Linked DNA regions of Drosophila melanogaster: regions 2 and 3 are each linked to region 1. Evidence: chromatin contacts called from public Hi-C and targeted proximity ligation data. All regions are on one chromosome and are shown on one strand. The core of a region is the stretch at or near the end of the contact, and the rest is flanking DNA. Distances in the headings are between cores, read along the strand shown.

The links. Hi-C and Micro-C count contacts between places; a contact is called where the count stands out from the background.
Region 2: a contact with region 1 is called in a targeted proximity ligation map of the S2 cell line, with 5 times the contacts expected there. A contact is called at or near these places in 5 of 107 Hi-C or Micro-C datasets (the Clone 8 cell line, the Kc167 cell line, the S2 cell line and 2 more) and 3 of 7 datasets of targeted methods (the Kc167 cell line and the S2 cell line).
Region 3: a contact with region 1 is called in a Hi-C map of the Kc167 cell line, with 3 times the contacts expected there. A contact is called at or near these places in 14 of 107 Hi-C or Micro-C datasets (the Clone 8 cell line, the Kc167 cell line, the S2 cell line and 6 more).

What each region holds. Positions count from the first base shown.
Region 1 is chr3R:13,400,242-13,403,974 of dm6, reverse strand. It overlaps GILT1 (Gamma-interferon-inducible lysosomal thiol reductase 1), which reads left to right and starts at 2,113. Exons shown (of 4, transcript NM_142030.4): 1 at 2,113-2,296. The coding sequence starts at 2,225. Dpm3 (Dolichyl-phosphate mannosyltransferase subunit 3) reads left to right here and starts at 924. Exons shown (of 2, transcript NM_001038962.3): 1 at 924-1,136; 2 at 1,205-1,416. The coding sequence starts at 987. The coding sequence ends at 1,339. It overlaps yellow-e3, which reads left to right. Exons shown (of 3, transcript NM_142031.4): 3 at 40-552. The coding sequence ends at 527.
Region 2 is chr3R:13,644,653-13,648,385 of dm6, reverse strand. sqd (squid) reads left to right here and starts at 2,082. Exons shown (of 7, transcript NM_001260159.2): 1 at 2,082-2,633. The coding sequence starts at 2,467. It overlaps rin (rasputin), which reads right to left and starts at 1,382. Exons shown (of 4, transcript NM_169533.2): 1 at 1,186-1,382.
Region 3 is chr3R:13,258,459-13,262,191 of dm6, reverse strand. It overlaps CG11686, which reads right to left and starts at 1,836. Exons shown (of 3, transcript NM_143947.4): 1 at 1,774-1,836; 2 at 422-587; 3 at 1-154. The coding sequence starts at 550. The coding sequence ends at 71. It overlaps Ace (Acetylcholine esterase), which reads left to right and starts at 3,415. Exons shown (of 10, transcript NM_001275601.1): 1 at 3,415-3,733.

The sequences.
Region 1 (3,733 bases), core at 864-3,363:
ACTCAAAAATTATTTATAATTTCCAATGCAAATTTACAGACCGCTTTCTGTACTTTCACACGCTGAACTCCTTTAATGAGATGAGGGTTCCGCTCTCCCTGATCAACAACGAGACCTTCTGGAAGTCTGCGAATGCCAGCAGGGATAGCTTCCACAGCCTGGGCACCCGAGGAATCCAGTGCGAATCGGAGGTGATGGATCAGTCGGGGAATCTCTACTGCAGCCTCATCAGTTTAGGGGCGCTGGTGAAATGGGAGGAGTCCGTGTCCAACTACACGGCGGATGACCTGCGTGTGGTGGCCTACAATCCGCACAAGATCAAGTTCGTCACGGGCCTCAAGATCAACAGGAATTCCAAGGGAGAGGAGGAGCTGTGGGCCTTGAGCAGCCAGCCGAAACTCTTTGTTGGCGGCGACTTGCCCGCGAACGAGGTCAAGTTCCAAATAATTGGCTGCCGAACCGCTGACCTGCTTGCCAACACGCCGTGTACAGTGGGCGCCGCAGAAACCACGCCCACCAACGTTTAATTAAAACTTAGTTTTAACAAGTTTGAAACTGCGTCAATCGATTACTCTGATTTAAATTGCTGGCTGTAGAAGGCTGGCTGTTATGGCGCAACTTTGATCTATCGATAAATTGCTGACTGTGTTTAGCTGAGTAGTATGGCATTTGATTTGCTGACTGTGGATAGCTTTGTGCTATGGCACGTGCTTAGGGCTTGGTCACACTTAAGTTAGCCAATTAGAAAAGTAAACAATGTCTAACTGGAAGCCGTCAGGCTACGAATTACTAATTAGAAAATCTCCAACTAGACATGAATAGGAAAACCTCTAACTAGATTTGAATAGGTAAACCTCCTATCGATAGTAGCCGGTAAATATCGATATCGAATTACCGGGTGACCATCGGCTTAAGTTCCAGCTCTATGTTTACGTGTAGAACTTTATTTTCGGTTTAGTTTTGTTTACCAATAAATTTCGTTAGCTATGACAAATCTACAACGCTGGCTATTTTACGCATCGCTCTTTGCGATTCCCTATCTCTCCGTTGTTTTGGGAACAGTGCAAACGCCACTAACTACCAAGTATTTCCTGCACATTCAGCTTTTACCACTTTTGCTCCTCGTGATTTTTGGAGTGAGTTTTTGGATATGAATCAATGCAGATAACACCTCTTATTGACTACTACTATATATTACCCACAGATATATTCCGTTTGGACTGTTCTATATAGAACTCTGACTTTTAACGATTGTCCCGAGGCCGCCAAGGAGCTGCAGGATGAAATTCAGGAGGCTCGCAAGGATTTGATAGCCAAGGGATTTCGGTTTCGAGATTAGGAGACTTCCAGCTCGTAGGACTTGTGCATGTTAATCTGTAATTCCATTATTTATAAAAACAAAAATTACGCAAATTTACTCTAGACCGCATTTTGTGTGGGCGGACGCGTTGTTGGGGGCTGATTTCCCCAGGTGTCGGAAGTTTGGTGGCCAAATTATGTTGAGGTTTTGAAAGGATATGCTTGAAAAAGTATGGAATATGTTTATGTTTAATTGGCTTAGCTCCCCTGTGAATTACTCAAAATAAAAAATATAAGAAAACTAAAAAAGTATATGAGGTAAAATACGTTTAAAGAGATTAATAATATTCTTTACGGAAAACATATTTTTACTTAATGAACATGGTATATGGAAAACTCGTAAGTGCGAACCATATATTGCAAATCCATGCTTTGGCTATCTATTTCCAATAAATCAATTTTTTTAAAATTCTCTTAATTACAATGCGAAAGAGAAAAAAATATACTGTTTCAAAACTTTAATTTTCTCTTCTGCAAAATACTGGAAGGAGTTATAATTGCGAAGCTGAATGTTGTGATACTCAAAAGATCCAATATAAACCGATTAATAGCCATTTGAAGTTAATTTGTGTAATTTTTTTTTTAATGGCGGACAATAGTTTGAAAATAGAAATAAATTTCAAGAAGATAATACATAGTTGATGATAAAAAAGATAGTACATTTATTTACTCATGGTTGGGCAGTCTGGAAATCGGCTTTCTAATGGCCGACTGGAACTGGAACGGCGGTTTAAGCGTCAAGCTCTCTACAACAATCAACAGTTCGCGCTCAGCCACCGAACCGCTAACAACACGACCGCCGTTCGTTACGTGCTGGCTATATAACTGCATTTATAAGAAATTCTGAAGAACGAGAAGCCTGAAGATGAGTCACAAAATCGCCGCTGTGTGCCTCTTGATGAGCTGCCTGATTGCCACGGCTTATAGTGCCGCTAAGGTGAGTTTCCGGCTCGGAAAAACCCTTCGCCAAACTAGCGAAAAATCAGCCAACGGGGCCAACTAAGCCATTACACAACAGCCAAGCGTGTCAGGGGCACTCCGAATTGCTTTTACCATTTAGGTGAAGACGTGATTAAGTCGAATAACTAAATAGTGGGGGTATAGGAATACAAAAATGCAAAATAAAAAAATCCATAAAAGAGCTGCACCCTTTTCGTGGCAGCAACAAGTGGCATTTCGAGAGTTTAACGAACTGTGCCACACGTCGTAGTCGTCGGATCGGAAAATGCCGCCACCGTGGAAAAGCGTAGAGCATAATTGACAATATAAATGCATGTGTATGCGTGTATGTATGTGTATGTGAGCTTGGAGAGCGCCCTGTTGCTCTGTTGTTATTTTCATTTGGGCGAAGAACCGGTTCGGAGACCAGTTTCGATTTCTCATAGAAGAACCGGAGCTTGCCGGCACAGCCCCAACTGCAACTTCATTCTACACTGAGCACAATGTTTCCAAGAAGTATCAGCAATTTCAAGCAGAAGATCATTAGTCATATTCCATTTTATCTAACAATTCTTCTGATATACGATACCTTCCTGATTTTATTGGTATTTTTTCATCATTTTATGTTGGTGTATTAAAAATGATCACTCATATATGCTCACCTAGATTTCTACAATTATTCAGCTATATTTTTGCACTATCACAACCCCGTTAATTTATGCAATGCATTTTCAGAACGTTCCAAAGTTAGGTATAATTTTTTTGTGTGCACATATGTGCGGTACAATCGAATTGTATATACATACATATATACTTAGCTGAGTCTGCTGCTGTTGTTGTTTAGATCGAGAAGAATGGCGGGTTCTTTCGGCGATGTGTCATTAGCTTTTATATAACTTCAACTCCAACAAAAAGCAATTTGCATTTGTATTCATAGCCGTTTGCACATATTTGTGATTATTTTCTTTATTTTTTATTGCCCCTGCTTTTCGGCTGGCATTGTTCAAACATTTGCGCTTCGATCACGAGCTTTACAAAGTTTACTTAAATTTTCCATCTAAATAAAGCTTCAATTTGGGCTAAAATAATCAACTGAAATTACATTAAATGAATGCCATTTGATTGCACAGCCACTAATAAATAAACATATGTATTAGAAGCACGTAAGCTTGAAAATAGTCATTTGTTCGGAATATTTGTAAGCTATTTTATTGTAAATACGGATTTTATGTTGACTGTACGCAATTCTTAAATAATAACTAATTTGGCGTTTGATGAATACTTGAAAGAAAGGCTATAGTCAGCAATTTTTATCTGTTTATTACGTACGAAAATGTGTCGCAATTTCTGAATTCATTTAAATTGGGGGAGTAGACCTAAGATAACAAAACAAATTGTACATATATACATTTATACACATATTATGTGTCACTAG
Region 2 (3,733 bases), core at 833-3,332, 240 kb before region 1:
ACGCAGCGCGCTGCAGTTTGACCCACTTTTGGGGCCCACACACATTTGCACATGCGAAAAGGGGAAATTTGGTGTAGTGCAGCTGTCAGGAAAAATTCCAATTTGCTTGCCGTCGCAGGACATTTAACCCTGCACGTGCTCCAGCTTTTATGCCTGCGATCCTGGCTGACTGAACTTTGCACGTGTGTGTGTGTGCGCGAGTAAATGACCTCATACAATTTGGCAAAGAAAAAAAAGAAGCCGCCAAGCGAGGAGCATGAATTAAATTGAGGTTATGTTCGGGTCTCAAGGTTGTGGCGCCGCATACAATGAACTCCAGCTTGGCCAAAATATCAAATTGCTGCCTTGCAAAAACACTTGAAATAGCGTTAAAAGGTGTAAGTAAATATCAATGTTTGCAGGTGTCCTTTGCCCCATTTTAGCCATAAACATTTGCCGATAAAACAAAAAATGCACAATGAGTTGCGGCAAACCCACACGCACACATATTCGGTTATGAACGCGCCGCTCTTTCGGGTTCTCTCTTTCCCACTCTATTTCTGCTTGCGAACCGCGTGTGTAGGAAGAACAAAGAAAGCTATAGTTGAAGAGCAGCATTTAAACAAAAATGTACAAAAACAAAATTTTTCGTACATTTTTAGGTTATGCACAAGCGATAATAAAAAAAGCCGCTAAAATGGTAAAAAAAAAAATTTAAGAGATAGAGCCCTGCCGCAATAATAAAATATACGCCCATTTAGCATTTTTTATGTTGATTTTTTCCTAGTATGCGCCACCCCTTTGAAAATGGAAAATGCTAGTTTTTCTAGACCGCGCACACGAGGCCGTCGCCGGCTCACCTTTTTTAAGCGATATTTTTCCTCGTTTTTATTTTTCCTTTTTGTAATGCACAGTGTGTATTGCTTTTGGGTTGAAGTTTGCCGAAAAATCGGCACTTTTTGTAGCACTTTTCTTTGTTATCTTCCTGCGGGGGGCGGGGAGAGTTGGATTTCTTAGTGGAGCGCTGAAATTATGCGGTTTTTTTAATTTACAAAACGATAGTCGAAACGTATGAAATGCAGTATAAAATTGCAAGCTGCACACAAAACACACAGCCACACACACCAATGCACTCACTCGCTCACACACACACACTAGTCTAGTTTGTTGCAATTCTTTTTGTCTTTTTTTTTGAGAATAACTAACTTGGCAATTCTTGACGTGTATTTTTTGTTGCTTTCTGATGTTTGGCGATCACAGTTGTTGTTGAATTAAGTTACGATGCATATGTTGTGGCTTTTGAGTAGAAAATAATCGCAAACGCAATGAAATTGGACAAGTGTGTTGAATCGAGAAGAGAACCGACGTTCGTTCCTCTTTTCCTCTTTTTTGCCTCTGCACAGTTTTATTCTTGGTTTCGCGTGTGTTGGTGTGTGAATGATGGCGGCTTTTCCAAGGGTGTGCACACACTTCTTTTTTTGGGGTGGTTAATCTAGTATGTTCCATAGAATATTTTGATGAATTTGATATTTTCATATTTGAGCTCAATTAAGCTCATTTTAGGGGCGCTAAGTTTCTTTTAAATAGTTTTATAAAACTTATTTTCATTTTAGCCATTTCCGATTTTTTGAGTAAGCTCATGAAACACCTTTCTTTAAAGGAAACATTTTATATAGCAAATAAATAAAAACCATAATAACGTTATATTATAACCTGTTGGGAAATCCGAATATGAAAATTGTATAAATTTTTGCAAAAAATAAAAATATTTAATATAAACCAATTAAATGATTTAAAATATTGTTGATGTTTCAGCCTATAAGAAGTTAATATGAAAATTCGATTTTAAACAATTCTTTGTATGTAAATGTTGTTTTCGTTCCCAACACATAGTAAATAATGAACATTGTATTTTTTATATTTATAAAATTATAAATGTTTATGAAATACTTAATATTTATTTAAATATTTAAACCTTTAATACAACTAAAATGAATTTATAAACCAAGTAACTTGTCCATTGTGTAAACTGGGCTTTAAAATATTTGTATAAAATTTTTGGTATTCTTTTCATTTTCTCTTCATAGGTGTGTGTACATTGTATAAATCAAAGCTGCCATACTGCAAGCAGACAAGTCACGCGCCCATTTAGCTCCTTATATAGGCTTATTTGGGGTGGTATCGTACAGAAAATCCCAATTTAATCCTTGGCAAATGTATAGCTAACAATCTCCAGGTAGAGCAAGCAAATACAATACAAATATTTACCAAAATAATACCAAATCGACTTGACTGGGAAAACATCAAGGTGGCAACGCCGCACCCATATACACACGCTGTCGTTTGCATTTATCATTTTCCGGTCGTCATTTCATTCGTACGCGCGACTTTTTGGCGAGTGTGTATAAAAATCTCCGGCTCTGCGTAAAAAACGAATATCGTGCTGCCTAGCCCCCGAAATTAGTAGATCAGTCGAAAACACACAAAATGGCCGAGAACAAGCAAGTGGATACAGAAATAAACGGCGAGGATTTCACCAAGGACGTGACTGCCGACGGTCCGGGATCTGAAAATGGTGATGCGGGCGCCGCCGGCTCGACCAACGGCAGTTCGGACAACCAATCGGCCGCATCCGGCCAGCGGGACGACGACAGGTATGTCCATTATCCGGCGGATACGTTTTTTTTTTGTTCTTTTTTATTTTTGCAACGGGCAACCGATGATCATGTGCCCCCCATAGATTTTCTGCTTCTACATAGTGTATATTGCCTACTCTGTTACGTAAATGCAAAGCTAACGTCGTTGGTCGAGTTTCATTGGATTTTACGGGGTTCTGCGGGGGAAGTCTGACCCCTTTTGTGTTCTCTCTCGCTTGCGCTCGTGCGTCGGAGTGTGTTTAAGTGTGTGTGTGTGAGGTGTCGGTGCGACTGTACTTCAGTCATATTAATAGAATCTTCGGGCCAAAATGCATCATCACAGTCTCGGGAGACATGGAAAATTTTCAACGTTTTCCCCTGCACACACACGCACTTTCCGCAATGAAAACCAGAGTTTTCTTAAGCTAGGAGCACATTTTCTCCCCTTTGTGAGGTTATGTTTGTTTCCCACGTTGCCCCACAGACACACTGTGACGCATACGAACACAAATCATACGGTTGCCTTTCACTTGCAAAAAATGTGGCGAAAAAAAACGTTGGAAAAAGTTATGTTTGTATTTGTCAGTGTATTCTTTTTAATTCGCATTACTCTTTGTTTCGGCTATTTCGTTGTTATTTTGTGCTCTTCCAGTTTTGTACCCAAAATGGCGGCTGCATACAGGCATACATACCAACCTAACGCCCGCTGTTCTGTAGGTGTGTGCGTGTTTTGCAGTTTTCACTTATTCTCTTGCTTGCCGGCTTCGCTCGCTCGCCACCTCTTTTGCGCGCTCTTACTCTCAGAGAGCGACAGCCGGCGTTGTTTGGAGTTGCCAAGGCGCCAAAATATTAATTTAACGAACAATTAATGTAAATTATAAATGATAAATAATTTTGATGGATTAAAGCATAGAGATAATGATGATCAAGTAGAATGGTCCTCTTGTTTGCTCCCCTGCGTTTTGGTTTTTAGGTCTAGCGTACACTTCATTTGCCCATCCTTTATGATCATTTTATATCTAAGTTTAATCTTAAGTCACACGATACTGTACATTTAAACGATAATACGAAACCAGCGCTGACGAAGCAGATGCAGATTATTCCCCGTAAAGGAAGAA
Region 3 (3,733 bases), core at 587-3,086, 140 kb after region 1:
GTAAAAAATGATTGAAAACAAGAGTTATCAGTAAGGCACTTAGTTAATTGATATTGGGGAAATATCCCCCTTAAAAAGCTTGCTTGCCCTCTAACATGGCTTTCCCGCAGTAGAACGGGAACTGGACTCCCTGGAGCAGAATGTCCGATATGCCCTGCGAAAGTAAGAAAACAAATCGGTTAGCAATGTTTTTCCAGGCAATGGGTGTGGGTGGGTCTACATATCGGGGCCAGCTATCGCGGTTTCCCATAAGCTCCGGTTGTGGGTCTGATAAGTTCCCCAAATGACTAATGGGTTAAACATCTTGACGGCGCGATAAGGAAAGTGCCTCATGCAACCAGCAGGTGAAGCAGGTAAATTGACTCACCCCGCCATATAACTTCAAATGCTGCTCCCCAAAATAGAAAAAAAACCCACTTACCGTCAGGGCGGGAATGCAGGAGGCAAATGCGTAGACCCAGATGTAGAAAAAGGCGCAGAAGAATGCCACGAAGAAGGAGACGAACCAGAAGACCAGCAGCCAGAAGACGAACCACAGTGGATTTGGCATCGTGATGAGTGGTGTTGTTTGTTCAGAGCGATTTCAGCTGTGCGATAAGATAAATACAAGGGATCTTATTAGTGGAAAGATCCATAAAAAACTGAAGCTTATCAGTCGTCTTCTTAATAGAGCATATCTCATTAAAAACTTCAAGACTTGGAGCTTGCTCGAGCATAAAACTAATTTCTGCATTTCGTATATTTTTAATAAGCAAAACACATGTCATTAATTTGATATGCGCCTTAAAAAAGTGACCTCATAATATTTTTAATGAGCTAACAAATTAAATCTTGCATTTCGATAGAACACGATTCTGATAAACCCCACCTAATTAAAAGAGCTTCTAAAACGTCACTTCTATTTCTAAATCATTTTTTCCATCGCTGTATCAACGTTCCCATTTAAGATAGTGAATGTCAAGTTATTCGAGCAAGTAAATCCTTCAGTAAACCCCATTTGTGTTTGCATACCACACTCATTTATAAATAGTTTTTAGTCATATGCAATTTCAAATTATATATTATATAAGTAGACCTTGAGTTAGGCCTTTGAAGATTACTGAAGTTTGAATTTTAGTTAATATCTTCCTTCACTATAAAATGATTAAATATTCGGCTTTCTCCTAAAAATACTTTTTCACTTTTTAGAAAATATTATTAAAATATGCATACACTCAGGTTTTACCACCGAAAAATGCATTTGAATGGCTTTCTTCTGCATTTAGATTTCACTTTTGGGTCGTGACAAACATACTAACGACCGATTTGGCTCGGTTTTGAGACTGATTTTAGAAACACTGACGTCAAAACTGATTGTGACCAAAATAAGGCAAAAATAAGGCAGAGTATGAGGTCGAGGCCTCGACCGCCGATTTCGAGCCGAATTCCACGATCAAGTGGTGATTATAGTACTCTCAAAACAAGTGTCGTCATTATGCAAATCACAATGCTAGCGAGCACTGCACTTGACGGGGTGTGTCGTCTTAAGTCATCGCCCATCTTAAGTCATCATAAAAACAATTGCAGATCGCCCACAAACCGGTTGGCGAAATTAGCACACGGTGAAATTCGGATTAATTAGACCAGCCGAATCTGAAGTATGCGCCAATTAATAGGCGTACGCCAACTATGCGTAAGTATTTTATAAATACTGTATACCACGCACCCACGTATTTAAGATCGAAAACAACTTAATAGCCGAATGCCAGGCAGCCAAAGGAAACAATAACAAACCAAGTAGACGATCGGATCGGAGGTCGACGTCCGGGGGATTCGAGAATGGAATGAAGACTGAGAAGCGCAAACCGGCGCAACAAGTTGCATGCCCACTGCAGGCAGGGTTGTCACCCGTCGCACTGCCGACGCGCACTTTCGAAGGAAAGCTTCGCGAAAAAGCTTTTGGCAGCGAGGGCCGATCTGAGAGTTAAGCAAAGTATTTATTGGGTTACTAAGGTTAGTTAAAAGAGAACTCAATCTTTTTAAACCAAATACATAGATAGTCTTTGTGTAAGTAGTATTTGTGTAGACAGTATTTGTGTAGATATTATTTGTGTGAAAAAAATAAACATTTTTTCGAAACAACAGTCAATAACAGTGAACACAAAAGGTACGGAAAATATTAATACAATTTTATTAAACTAATTTTATTACATTTGTCGTTATCATTCGTTTATACTATGCTTCCATCGAAACAATGTTTAATGAAATTTCTTCTCCCAATTCTTAAATTACAATACTAGCAAGAAAGCAAAGAAAAAACATTTAAAGTTCGTACACATTGTGAATGCCCTTATCAGCGGAACTTATCAGTCAAATGTTTGGCCATTCCGTTTATGCCTTTTGGCGCTTATCTTAGCCACTGCCGCATTCGGTTTCCCGGCCAGCAATCAATCGACGCTAAGAATAAAAACTTGGCCAACCTCAGCTTCGTTTTGGGAAAGCTCTTCGTGCCGCAAGAAGCTTTATGCGGCTGCTTGTCAATGTTTTCATATCAAATTTCCTATAATATATCACCCCCCCATTTCACCGTCCATATGATGGTGTGTGTGTAGCCAAAAAGTTGTTCATCCCGGACGCCGACGCCGCATTTTGCAGCTGTTGTTGTGGTCGGCTGCTGTTTTCTCCGATTCTCCGCATTCTGCTGCGAGTCGTCGGTCACGCTGGTTCCGATTTTCATCCGGTTGAGCTCAACAACAAACTGTAAAATAAATATATACATATACAAAAAATTAAAAAAAAAAAATAATTCAAATATGTTTACAAATCGAAAATATTCCAGACTTTTATCGGCCTAAAAGGAGTTTTAAATCATTGTCCAATTGTGGTGCATACTTTGCGGCGCAAATCAGCTGCCTTTTTATGAGAGTGTGTGTGTGTGTTTGAGAGAGCAAGAGAGCGAGAGCTGACTTTGTATGTGTGTTAAAAGTGTGCGATCGATTTTCGGTTGCCCCACGAAAACAAACAGAATCAAAAATATAAAAAAAAAACTAACAAAAATGTTTAAGACTTTTTAAAAGCTCATTAAGAACTACCAACAATTAAACAAAAATATTTGCTTAACTGGAGGGTCTCTCAAATAAACAAACAACGCGGACCCTTGAGATAATGAAATTTGGTATGGCTCGCTAGAGCAACAACAAATGCGGCAAAATGTCGCAGAAAAAAGTTTCCGATTTTGATTGCGAACAAAAACAAGCTAAAGCTTCAGGCCAAAAATAAAGAGAGAGAGAGAGATGGTATAACAGTCGCTCAAAAGCTGTCGAGAGAGAGGGAGAGAAAAGAGAGAGTGAAAGCATAGTCCCGCTATTTTGCCGAGAGAAATAAAGAGCAGAAAAGCAATGTCCGTTTAAAGTACGCATTGCGATGCCTTTTAGCTTCAGTTTAGCTAGAGACATCGTCGTGTTTTGAACGGCTGACACAGTTTCGGAGTTCAGCGGATCGAGCGGACTACGCCACACTAGTATTCAGTTCAGTGCGCAAAAAAGGCCAAAAGGAAAACCAGAAAAACTTTTAAAATAGGCAGGATAAAAGAAGGCAGACCGTACATCTTTAAAGGGAAACACCATACCCTTTCTGTCCTCAAGCCAGCTCTTTCAAACAAACACACACATACACATACCTGTCATGCATATGGCATAACACGGCCAGAAAAGGAAATTCATTAGTCAGATTCTGTGTGTGATAAAGTGAAGTT